2 separate regions of the Rattus norvegicus genome follow, and region 2 is linked to region 1. Evidence: chromatin contacts called from public Hi-C data. All regions are on one chromosome and are shown on one strand. The core of a region is the stretch at or near the end of the contact, and the rest is flanking DNA. Distances in the headings are between cores, read along the strand shown. Region 1 holds the start of Tulp4 (TUB like protein 4). Region 2 overlaps Tulp4 (TUB like protein 4).

Region 1 (5,708 bases), core at 1,500-3,999:
GGAAGATGGGAACTGGAGTTGTTCTGAGTGTCCAGCCCAGCCCATCAGAGAAAGAAAATGGGCACACAGATCCAAGGCCATGGTCAAGGCCGGCTATCCACATCCTCTATGGTCACTGTTAGAGGATCTTTTCTATCTGATTCAAGGCCACAGAACTTTGTTCTGGACAGAGCCTGGTCTACAGTAGGGGCTCAGTAAGAGAAGGCATTGGAATACCATTCCCACTGTGGTTACTTTCAAGCACAGGGTCACTAGCAGAGCTTATGTTTCTCTGAGGTTAAATATTCTCACCCTCGACCGCTACTTGTGAAAACTGTCTGACATTATAGGACTATTGTAATGACTGGTTTATAGTATTCTAAGACATTTGCCCCACACTTACCTCAATCCTTTTGTATGTGACTGGTAGCACCCAGGATTGGTAGGAGTGTTGTATGGATGTGGCTTGGCTCAGGGCAGTCCAGGGGAAGTGGGCATTTTATTCTTTGTGTGGCATGCTGTGTTTCCAGTAATGAAGTCTAAGTTGGCACAAACATTTTTGGCTCTCAGAACACATCGAGAGACCAAAGGCTTGTCTCTTGTTCTCCAAAAGCTCTGGCTCTTTTGCCATCTCCCGATGTCTAGGATCCGGGTTCCATGTGCCTGTGCTGAATACCTTGGTGCCTGAAGGGTTGAATCAGCCAATTCTTTGGGCTTTAAATTTGGCTACAGCCAGGAGGGAGGGGAGATACCTACAAGCATACTGGGGAGAAAGGAAAGACTCAGTGGCAGGATCTCTGGGGTTCCAGGATCTGGGTAATCTCAGTGATGTGATCGGGTGTCAAGAGATGGATGGAGAGGTAAAGGGATCAACCAGTTACTGGTGATAACTGCAGAGCCCTGCACCTGCTGGACCAGTTTTAGGATAGGGCAGTGCAGTGGTGTTCACCATCCTGCTGTTCCCATCCTGGGTCAGAGGCTCAGTCACACACCGGAGAGTACACAATACTTACGTTACACTGTGTCATGATACTATTAACCAGAGAATGTAATGTTCAAAGAAATGTCACACATTCCTCACAGCTTAATAGGGGGATTGGTCAAACTTGAACTTAGACCCAAGGGAAAGCCAGTTAATACTGAACAAAGAGTGTTCATTGGGGCTGGAGAGGTGGCTCAGCGGTTAAGAGCACTGACTGCTGTTCCAGAGGTCCTGAGTTCAATTCCCAGCAACCACATGGTGGCTCACGACCATTTATAATGGGATCCAATGCCCTCTTCAGGTATGTCTGAAGACAGCTATGGTGGACTGGTATACATAAAATAAATAAATCTTTAAATAAATGTTTGTTTCTCCCACTAATATTAAAAAAGCATTTTAAACATAAGAAAATGAAAAATACTGGGCCAGTGGGATTTCAGCAGCCAGAAGAAGGGTCCTGTTGCCAAATCTTCCTTTTAAGGGCTCCCAGTTGCCCCAGATTTCTAAATAGGAGGCAACTCTCTTCATTCCATAATTAGAAAGGTTTCTAAAATACAAAATGCAGATTCACAGCTGACCTAACAGATTGAGTGAGACCCACCTTCTGAAAGTGTCACGAAAGAGAATAGATCTTTAAGGGATAAGGAGTCGGGTGAGGCATAGAAGGCAAAAGATAGTAAAATTAAAAATACAGTGTTGGTAGAAGAGTGATTACAATTGAAAGAACACCATGCTATTCAGGCAGGTGGCTCTCGGTGAGTTCCAGGCCAACCTGGTCTACACGGAGTTCCAAGCTACATAGTGAGACCTAGGCTCAAAACCAGAAACCAAAACATTTGTTAGCACTCGTAAAATCTCAAGCACAGAGTTGTAGAACCCGATGGACTCTTACTCAGACTTCTGATAGAATTAGCGGTGGGATAATTTTAAAACAGGAACTGGCTAGGCATGGTTTGAAATCCCAGCATTCATGAGGCAGGAGAATTGAGTTTGAGACCAGCCTACACTACATAGAGAAGACCCTGTCTGTAACAAATGAACACACACAAAACCGTAAAATGGTTTTAACGTTTGCCGATGCTCAGAAATAGGAAACAGTGCCTAACAGTTGGGAAGAGTGTCTACTGTTCTTAGCCTTGCCTCAAGGAAAGATGCGATCTTGTCTATTTTTAAATTTCAACCACGCATTCTCTACACCCAGCAACGCCTTCTTTGTAACAGTGGAAAACCGAGGGATGGCTGAAGTTTCCGTTCTTAGCACATCAATTTAACCGTGTGTGTTGGGGGGGGGGGGCGCTAAAGGCTGAGACTGTGCCTGTGTGACTTAAAATGACGCTATGGATTCGTTTCTCCCTGAAAGCAACTGGAGGGGGTACTGACGTGACAGCAGCAGCACCGCCGAAGACACTTGAATGACTGTTTCCAGGGGAGCCACGTTGCTCATAGTACGAGTCGCTGTGTGCTCTGCAGCGGCTCTGTCTGGGTAGGAGAAGGCGTGATGTCCACTTCCGGCCCCCGCTGACAAGATCGGGCGTGAGGACTCTGGAGGAGGTGAGTGGTCCAGGCTGGGCGCCCAGGCGGAGGCGGGCGACGCGGGAGGTGCTAGAGTCTGGGGAGTCGAGCGGCGCGTGGGAGGCTCGAGACCGCACCCCGCTCCCGGGCCCGCGCGCGCGCGCGCACCGGGCAGCGCCACCCGCCGCGGGTCCGACCGGGGAGGCGCCGGGTCACGTGGCGCGGTCACGTGCTCCCCTAGCCCGACTGGCGGTCGCGGCGGCGGCCGAGAGAGGCGGAGTCTCGGCCGAGACGCGGGGGGTGGGGGGGAGGTGGCGGCGGCGGCGGCGGCGGCGGCGGCGGCGCCGAGGGCTGCCGGAGGCGGAGGCGGAGAGGCACCGGGCCGCCGCCACGGCCGCTAAGGAGGTGAGGCTGGGATGGGCGGCCGCGAGGGCCCGGGCGGCGGGGGCCGGGCAGTGGGCACGGCAGGGGCGGCGGGCGCGGGGCTCCTCAGCGGACCCTTAGCTCGGGCGGCCGGCGCCTAGCTAGCTCGTTCGCCTTTTGTTCCGGCGTGCGAGGAACTGGGCCGACCGAGGAGCTCGGGCGTGCGTGTGTAAATCAGAAGGCGTTTGGCTCGGAGCCATGTTTTTTTTCCCCCCTTCTCCTTAATTGTGCAGACAGAAAAATCCCTTCCACCGGTTTTCCCGGGGAGACGGGCTGCGCCGGCCCGGCCTCCCCACAGTCCCTCGTTTGCTCTGTCGGCCTCCGGGTCCCGGGGCGGCTCTCTTTCCTTTTTCTCTTTCCTGCTCTTCCCACCTTCAGCCAAGCGGGGCCAGCCAGCGGGTGAGCGGGGTGTCTGCAAAGCAGCCCGGTCACCTGTCGTAGCAGCTGCATGGAAATCCCGGCGCTTTTGCTGTCTGGAGCCTGTGCGGTTTCCTCTGGCAAATCACGGAGATTCCGCTCCCAGAACCAACCCTTCCTCTTTTGCTCTGCACTCTCTTAACCCAGCTCCTGATGCTGATGTGAAGTTTCACCGTTTGGGGACAATTAGCAAGGAGGTGTCCACTTCTTTCTTTCAGAGGCACCGCTTGCTTGGGAAGGTGAGAGCCATCTAGCTTTGTGGCTTGAATTGGATGTGGAGGGGTTGACAGTCGTCAGTAAGATTCATGTCACTTAGGGACCTGTTCCTTCTACCTGCCAACCTTCCCATGTCACTCTACTCCCTCTGGGGATAATCGTTTTCCCTTGGGGAGGGAACTGTTTTCAGGGTTTCTTTACTTGGGGACTCTGTTTTTTTTAAAAAAAATTCTTTTATTTAGATGGGGTCTTTTAGTCCTGGCTGGCCTGGGACTCACTGTGTAGACTGGGCTGGCCTAGTACAGAGAAAGCCAGGCCCACCTCTTTATTTTACACTGGTAGAGCATCTTAAGGGTATTTCCTTACGTTTTTTGTAGCAGGTTTTAGGAGGGGCAGTTGTTCCTAAGGTTTAGAGGAATGTAAAAACCATCCTGAGATTCTCTTATTTTTAGCCTGTGGGTTCTTTTGTTTGTTTTGTTTTTGTTTTGTTTTAATATCTGGAGTCACCACTCCTTGGTGGGAGTTTAGTTCTTGCAGGAAACCCAGAGGGATTGTGCCATATTCCTGGAGAGTTCCAATTTGGGATTGATGTGAAATGCCTGGGCCCATGCACATAGCCGTGGCAAAAGACCCACAGGGAGACTCCTAGCCTTCAGGTGGGCAGCTGGGAGCTGTATAGTGACAGCCACGTTACAAAAGGGAGAGTCACATGTGTCCTTTCTTGTGATCTGCTGGAGAAATGATTGTATGAGCACATTACGAATAGCCAAGTCTCGTCTTTACTTTCTTAATCAAATAGCCATTTGTGTGATGACAGACTCACTAGACAATGAACATTTCTTGAAAACATCGAAGAGCTCTGTGGAAGCAACAGTGTTTTCAGCGATGGGGGAGGTGTTGCTTTCCTGACTTGGATATATGCTGTGCTGAGTTACAGGAAGTCACTTAAGGGAAAATATTTTTAATGCTTGTGGAGGGTTCAGGCATAGAGGGTGAGTGGAAAGCCAGCCTTACCACTTGTTCTGAGGACTAGCGGTCTATTTACTGCATGTATCCTAAGTAACTTAGAAACGATGAATGTGGATCATACTGGACTTTATGGTTTTCACAGGGAGACGTAAGAATTGAATTTGGTTATTCATAACTTTTTTTCCTCCACTAAAGCTTCAAATGGAATTTTAACCCTTAAAAGGATGGGTGATGGATGAAACCAGCTTATTTATTTTAGGATGAGTGTTTCCTTCTTTGCTTCCTTTCATACTCCTCTCTTTTTCTTTCTAGCTGTATTTTATGTGTTTGTGCCTGAGCCTATGTATGTTCTGTCTGAGGACAGAAAAGGGTGACACATGCTTGGAACCAAACCCAGGTCCCCCGCAAGAGCAGAGGTGCTCTTGATATGTTCACCCTCTTTATAGCCTCGTGAAGAGAGGGTTTTAAAAAATGTATTACTATTCTTGTGAAGAGAGTTTTAAATTGAGCCATCCACTGTTGATGTTGAGGTCCTAAGTCATGGATAGTGGAGACTGCAACCTTTCTGCATCCAGATTTCAGCTTGCTCTGATGGTTTATAGAACCAAAGACTTTTTTCCGAGTGTGCTACAGGTTGCATTCAGGAAGGTATGGGATGGCTCCTGTGAACTTGGGTAAGGTAGGTGGTAATCAGTGGCTTCATGCCTTAGACCACATTCGTAGCATTCATATTTCTCCTGTTCCCTGTGGAGGGCAAAGGTGAAGACAGTGGGAGTGACTGGTTGGGCATGTATTGGCAAAGCACAGTTTAAAACCTCAGGATGGAATGCTGTGGTACAGATACTGCATGCCTTCCTGTTTAGCATCTATGAGGTCTCCTCACTGTCCCAAGACTATTTGCTTGCACCGAGGCTGTTAGAAATGCATAGAATCTGAGATCACAATGTCAGATTTCTTTTAGTTTGGCTGGGGTAATGTTAATTTAGTTAGTAAATTTTAGCATAATTTAAATATTTTATGTTAAAGTATATATAAATAAAAGCTGGAATACCTTTTTACTACTTCTAACATTTTGAACAGTTCAGTGGCATTAAGTACTTTCACTGCTAAAGAACAATTACCACTGGTTTCCAGACTGGAGCCCATTAGTCAAGAACTTTTTTGTTTTTCCAGTCTCCTAGCTTCTCAAACACCTTTTTGCTTTAAGTGT
Region 2 (5,708 bases), core at 1,207-3,706, 72 kb after region 1:
CACTGGCCATCACACATACTTGCAGGCAAAACACTAACGTGTTAAAAACAGAATCCTCTACTTTAGCTAGATGGGTAATTACAGCACCCAAGAGACTTGATAAGAAACTTTAAAGGGATCTATCACACAGAAGTTAGAAAGAGTTGCTACCTCCACACCTGACACTTAACTCTGGGGATGCCATATGACCACTGTTTTGACACCGAGGCTCTATTCTGCGGGCTCTGAGGCAGTAGCTCAGTGAGAGCACGGGGCACATTGAAGTGACAGTTGCTAAGTGTAAGCAGTGTTTTAGATACTTTTCATTTATGCTTTGATTTAATTCTCAGTGACCCCGAGACAGGGTCATTACTGTCACCTTATTATAGATGAGAAAACAGTTACTCAAGGCTACCTTGAATTTAGAAGTCAAGGGCTGAGTTCTGACCTATGCTGTCTTTCTGCATCACTCATGCCCATCCTTGGCCTTGCAAAGCAACATGATCTTGCAGATTGCTGCAATTGTAGTTTTCCTTCAAAAAGGCCAATTAGTGTTACAGGGCAGGTGCATTCCCTCTTTCCTTACTCTGAGGCATGATGGCAACAGATGAGGCTTTATCTGGGTCAGGGGAACACATTATGCTTAACCTACTAAATGAGTACACTCTCACACGAAAAAAAGTTCTGCTTTTACAAAGGCAGTGCTGACAGTGAGACCTTTGGCCTAATCAGTACTGACCATAATGTCCTAATGCCTTGGAACTTTATGTCACCTAGGCGGTCTCTAGCTTTCAAACGTGAAAAGCTCATAACGTGAGGACTAGGTGAGAACAAAGCAGATGACGACCCAGTCAACTAGAAATGTAGTTAGGACAATAGTTAAAATCGTGCAAGAACCTTCCTCGACAGCTCTATGTGAACAAGAACTGCCTCTGACTAGTGTCCTCAAACACAAAAGAAGAGGATTGCGGGACAGCACAGCCTCACACTGGAGGGTAAGAGCTGGAAGGCAAGCCAGATCAGTTCAAGGTCCAGTTCTGTAGCAGGAAGTCCTTGGTGTGTTTCCCTAAGATAAAGACACCATATGTCTAAAAGGAGGTGAGGTTGACAATGGGCATCCAAACTAACTGAGAACAGACAAGAGCAGTGAAACTCTCCACTTGGTGAGTGACGCCAAGAGACCGTCATAAAGAGACCAGCACAGGAATGAGCACAGAAGCACCTCCAAAGGCCCGAATTGAGCATGGGGCTAGTGCTGCAGGGCCTACCTCTGTGCCCTCATGTTCCTTGCCATAGTGACCTCAATTAATGCCCCCTTGATGGGCATGGCCTGGGTTGTAATGACTAAGACATGCACCAGTATGTGCTTTTATCTTGTGTGCTTTTCTCTTATGCGTCACAGGAACTGTATTCTAAGAACTTGCTGCTCTTGGCTAATGGAAGAAAAACCCAGGTCAGGATGTTCAGTAAGTTACCCAAGGAAGTGTTAGATTGAGAACTCAAACCCCATCCCCTCTAAGACATTCTGCCATGCTGTCTCCAGACAAAAGAAAAAGAGGACCCAGACCACAAGCACAGCACAAAACCAACCCCAACTAACCTGTTTCTCTTTGGCAAAAATCCATGTGTTGATATTATATCCCCAGCTGCCCAGCCTTTATTATTGTTTGAAAGGCTCACCCTACCAGCCAAGCCGCAGGATGGGCTGCACAGCACTAGCCTTTCTCTGCAAGGATGCACGCAGCCAGTCCCTATCTGTGTAATTGAGGCGCCTGTCACTTCAGTCCATGTCTCTTCTTTCCTTTTTTTCTGAAAAGAGTTGAGAATGGACACTCACGTCAGAAACAGGAAAGGTAGAGGGATGTGAATCCTGGGGACAGGCGAGCTGATGTGTACCACAGAACTTCTGGTAGCACTCCGAGTTCACAGGGCCTGTGCCTGCAGTTGCTGTTGCAGTAATTACAATAGCTTGTGACACAGGTGCAGTTTTTCTGTTCTTTGGCTGTTCAGAACTGATTCTTCAAATCTTAGAACCTATTGAGCAGTTGCTATTATTAAATACTGATATTTGGGGGAGTCTTGTTTGCTTTTGATAATGTCGACATTAAATCTGATTTTAGTTTTAAAAAAAAAGTCCACACACAGATTGTGCTGATTAGCAATCGAGGCAGGGTCTACCAAGTACACCTGGAAAGTCAGGCAGAAGAGCAACCCTGCAGCTTGGAGAAGCTTGAAGCCAGCTCAGAGACATGCGTTACTGTTTCAGATGGGGCAACAAACGATCCTTGCTTAGAGCATGCAGTTTGTTGTCACAAAGTAATGAAGCATTTACAAAAGCTAAGTAGTGTCCTAGCAGGTTCTTTTCCAGGAACCGATCACGAGGCCATTATGTGAAAGTGGGTGTAGGACAGTGGGTGCATTCATTCACAGTGTGAGTCACTGAAGATGGCTGTGCCAGGCACATCGTCTGAAGGGTGATGAAAACCGCTTCAGGCAGTGGTGTGGCCAAAGTGCCGCTCAGCTTCAGGTCATCCGAGACTCTCTAGTGAAGGGAGGCTGTCATCCCTGCAGGTCTAAAACGGCCCGCAAAGACAGCTGCCTGCTGCTCCTTCCCAGCCTTTAGTGCTGCTTTTTCATTTTTTTGTTTCTTCAGTGTGGGAAGAGGGAGACAGACAGGCACATGTGCAAGCAAGCACACATACACACGCACACACAGTAGTAGTAGTGGTGGTGGTGGTGGTGGTGGTGGTGGTGGTGGTGGTGGTGGTGGTGGTGAGTTGCTGAGAATTGACTTGTTGAGGGACACTCTTAGCCCTTGGTTCTTTCAGACAGGGCCACCCTAAGTATGGATAGCTTCTGCTGACCTGAACTCATGATCTTCCTGTTTCTGCTTAGCAGATAGCAAGCATTCTTACTGCCTTGTGCTAAAGTAGGGAACTCAGCCAATTCATTTGAACACCCTATATTACCTTTTTTGTGAGGTTGCCAGTAGCTTTTGTTTGTTTGGGTGTGGGGATAATACCCGCAAGGCACAGGAAGCAGAAGCAAAAGCAAACAGGAGTGTATCAAGTTAGAAAGCTTTATATGACAAAGGAAATGACAGTCTTTTGAATGAGAGGTGTTTGCAAACTATACATCTGACAAGAGATATTTAGAATACACCAGCAAACAAGCAAACAAAACTCAAGATGATCCAATTAAAAACTGGACAATAGACCTAAATAAATTTCTCAGAAGAAAGCATACAGTAGACATCAGGTGTATGAAGAATGTTCAAAATTAGTAATCATGGAAATGCACATCACAGTGAGAGGCCATCTCCTGAGGAGGAATCCACTGTCAAAGAGACGAGTTAGTGCTAGTGAGAGCATGCATACCGTACTGTCAAAGACGACTTGACAACATGGCACACATTAGAGTCACCTGAAAGGAAGAAACCTCAATTGAGAGACGCCTCCATAAGATCCAGCTGTAGGGCATTTTTTAATTGCTGAACAGTAGGAGAGGGTCAAGCTCATTGTGTGTGGTGCCATCCTTGGGCTGGTGGCCTTGGGTTTTATAAGATAGCAACTCAGATAGCAGTTTTGTTTTGTTTTGTTTTGTTTTGTTTTTTGGTTCTTTTTTCGGAGCTGGGGACCGAACCCAGGGCCTTGCGCTTCCTAGGCAAGCACTCTGCCACTGAGCCAAATCCCCAGCCCGATAGCAGTTTTTATAACCAAGTACTCCAACACTGTGTTGCCGTGATATGGTGCACACCGAAGGACAGTATAGAGACTAGAAGGGTCAGGTTTATAATGATTGTTTCTGCAGCAGAGGTAAGAACACTTCAGTTTGTAACATAAGGCGGCCTTGGGTGTGAGTGCAGATGCTTCAGGCAGCATGCGTTGGTAGCTCATGGCATGACTGTGGCTGTGCACAGTCCAAACACATATATTACATGTGCAGAGCCAAGGCTGCAGGGAAGTCCTGCCATGCGGCATAGGCAGGCACTGGCAGGAACACCAGGGGCCTGGTATGTGTCTGACTTTGGATTAATTTTTGGTCACTGCATACTCAGAAACCTTGTATTCCTGCCAGAAAGTTATAATGTGTTATTTATTGCTACCCCAACACATACATGATGACTAAAAGAGAACTTTCAGTCTTTTCAGTACTAAGGGGTAATATACTGTTAAATGGACAGACACGGGGAAGGAAGGGTTAGAGACAGACATACAGAAGGAAGGGTTGCTGTTATCTCTGAGAAGCTTCTTTTCATTGGCTGTGTGATTTACCTTTCTAAGATCCTATCCTCTTCTTCCTCCTCTTCCTCCTCTTCTTCCCCCTCCTCTTCCTCCTCCTCCTCCTCCACCTCCTCCTCTTCTTCCTGTTCCTCCTCCTTTTCCCTCCTTCTCCTTTTGATAACTGTTTCATGATACATAGTGATGATTTTGGGGGAAAATGTTACATTTGCTTCCCAATAGTATGCTGTCTATGGAAACTTCATGTTCTTAAGAGAAACTGGATCGTGGAACTGGATAGACATAGGTGAAGCCAAAGTTCTGAGTTTTCTACAGAAACATGGTTCGCTGGAGTCTTGTAACAACAGTTGAGGGCCTGTCCCACCAGTCAGTGCCATTGTTACTGTAGACACTTCCTGGCCAGTATCTGCCTCAGCTGTGCTGAAAACAGAGCTGAGAGTGCTTATTCTTTGCTATCTTGTTTATTTTCTTGTTTCTTGAAATGTGATACATATTTAGCAAAGTCACAACATTTTAAAAGAATGTTTCCAAGTATATGAAACAAACAGTAAAGATTATGATTAGTGATTTTATGTCTGAGAGAGAAAAGTTAAAAAGAAACACAGTAGTACAAACTAAAAAGTAAATTGAGGTAGTAGAGACAGAACCAAATATAGCAGAGAACAATAAATATTAATGGGCTAAATTCAATTAAGAGATGATTGGACAGATTCTGTATTTAACATTTTGGACAGGGGCTCAGAGATGATGTAGTTAGTAAAGTGCTTCACATGAACAACAAGGACCTGGGTTTTATCTTTGGCATAAAATTTACTAAATCCCAGTGATCGGGGCATGGTGGTTTGCTCTTACAATGTCAGCACTTTCAGAAGCCAAACCAAGAGGGTTGGGACGAGTTCAGAGGCAACAGGCTGGTCTACATATGCCAGCATAGCTTACTCTGTAAGCACTGTCTCACACAGACTCCCCAAATCCCTGCATATCTGAAAAAGTAAGTATATGTTAAATAGCTTCTAGGCTATGAATGCATTATTGAACACCCATCAAGTCCTGTATCTGCAGATAGTGGTGGCACACACACAGATTTAATCCCAGCACAGTGGAGGCAGAGTGTCTACACTCTGTCTACAGAGTGAGTTCTAGGGTAGCCAAGACTACACAGAGAAACCCTGTTTCAGAAAAAAGAAAGGAAAGAAGGAGAGGGGGAGGTAGGAGAGAGAAGGAAGGAAAGAGGGGGGCTGGAGTGATGGCTCTATGGTCACCAGATTCAGAGGACCTTTGTTTAGTCCCCAGTGTCCATCTACAACAGGCGGCTCACAACTGTCTGTGATTCCAGACCCAGGGGCTGGTGCTTTCTTCCGGCTTTTATACACACATCCTCAGGTGGACACACATGTACACATAACTGATAGAAATCCTATGTCTGCAGATTGTGACGGCCTGGGTAAATGGTTTAAAGTGGTAAGATGAAAGAAACATATTACCTTT

What was found. A called contact is a pair of places that touch in the nucleus more often than the background predicts.
Region 2: a contact with region 1 is called in a Hi-C map of Schwann cells, with 4 times the contacts expected there. The contact joins the enhancer-like site here to the promoter of Tulp4 in region 1. A contact is called at or near these places in 7 of 12 Hi-C or Micro-C datasets (the A7r5 cell line, Schwann cells, frontal cortex and 4 more).

What each region holds. Positions count from the first base shown.
Region 1 is chr1:49,085,137-49,090,844 of GRCr8, forward strand. It overlaps Tulp4 (TUB like protein 4), which reads left to right and starts at 2,750. Exons shown (of 15, transcript NM_001109137.2): 1 at 2,750-2,878. LOC102551377 (a long non-coding RNA gene) reads right to left here and starts at 2,481. Exons shown (of 4, transcript XR_010059016.1): 1 at 2,342-2,481; 2 at 383-742.
Region 2 is chr1:49,157,000-49,162,707 of GRCr8, forward strand. All of the region lies in intron 3 of Tulp4 (TUB like protein 4), which reads left to right. Among named protein-coding and RNA genes, the nearest start is that of Trnap-agg33, 26 kb to the left of the region's middle. Within about 2 kb of position 2,457, at least 52 of the 93 cell types and tissues checked have an H3K27ac peak or open chromatin away from gene starts, as enhancers often do. A contact at or near this core is called in Schwann cells and prefrontal cortex, where this site is marked.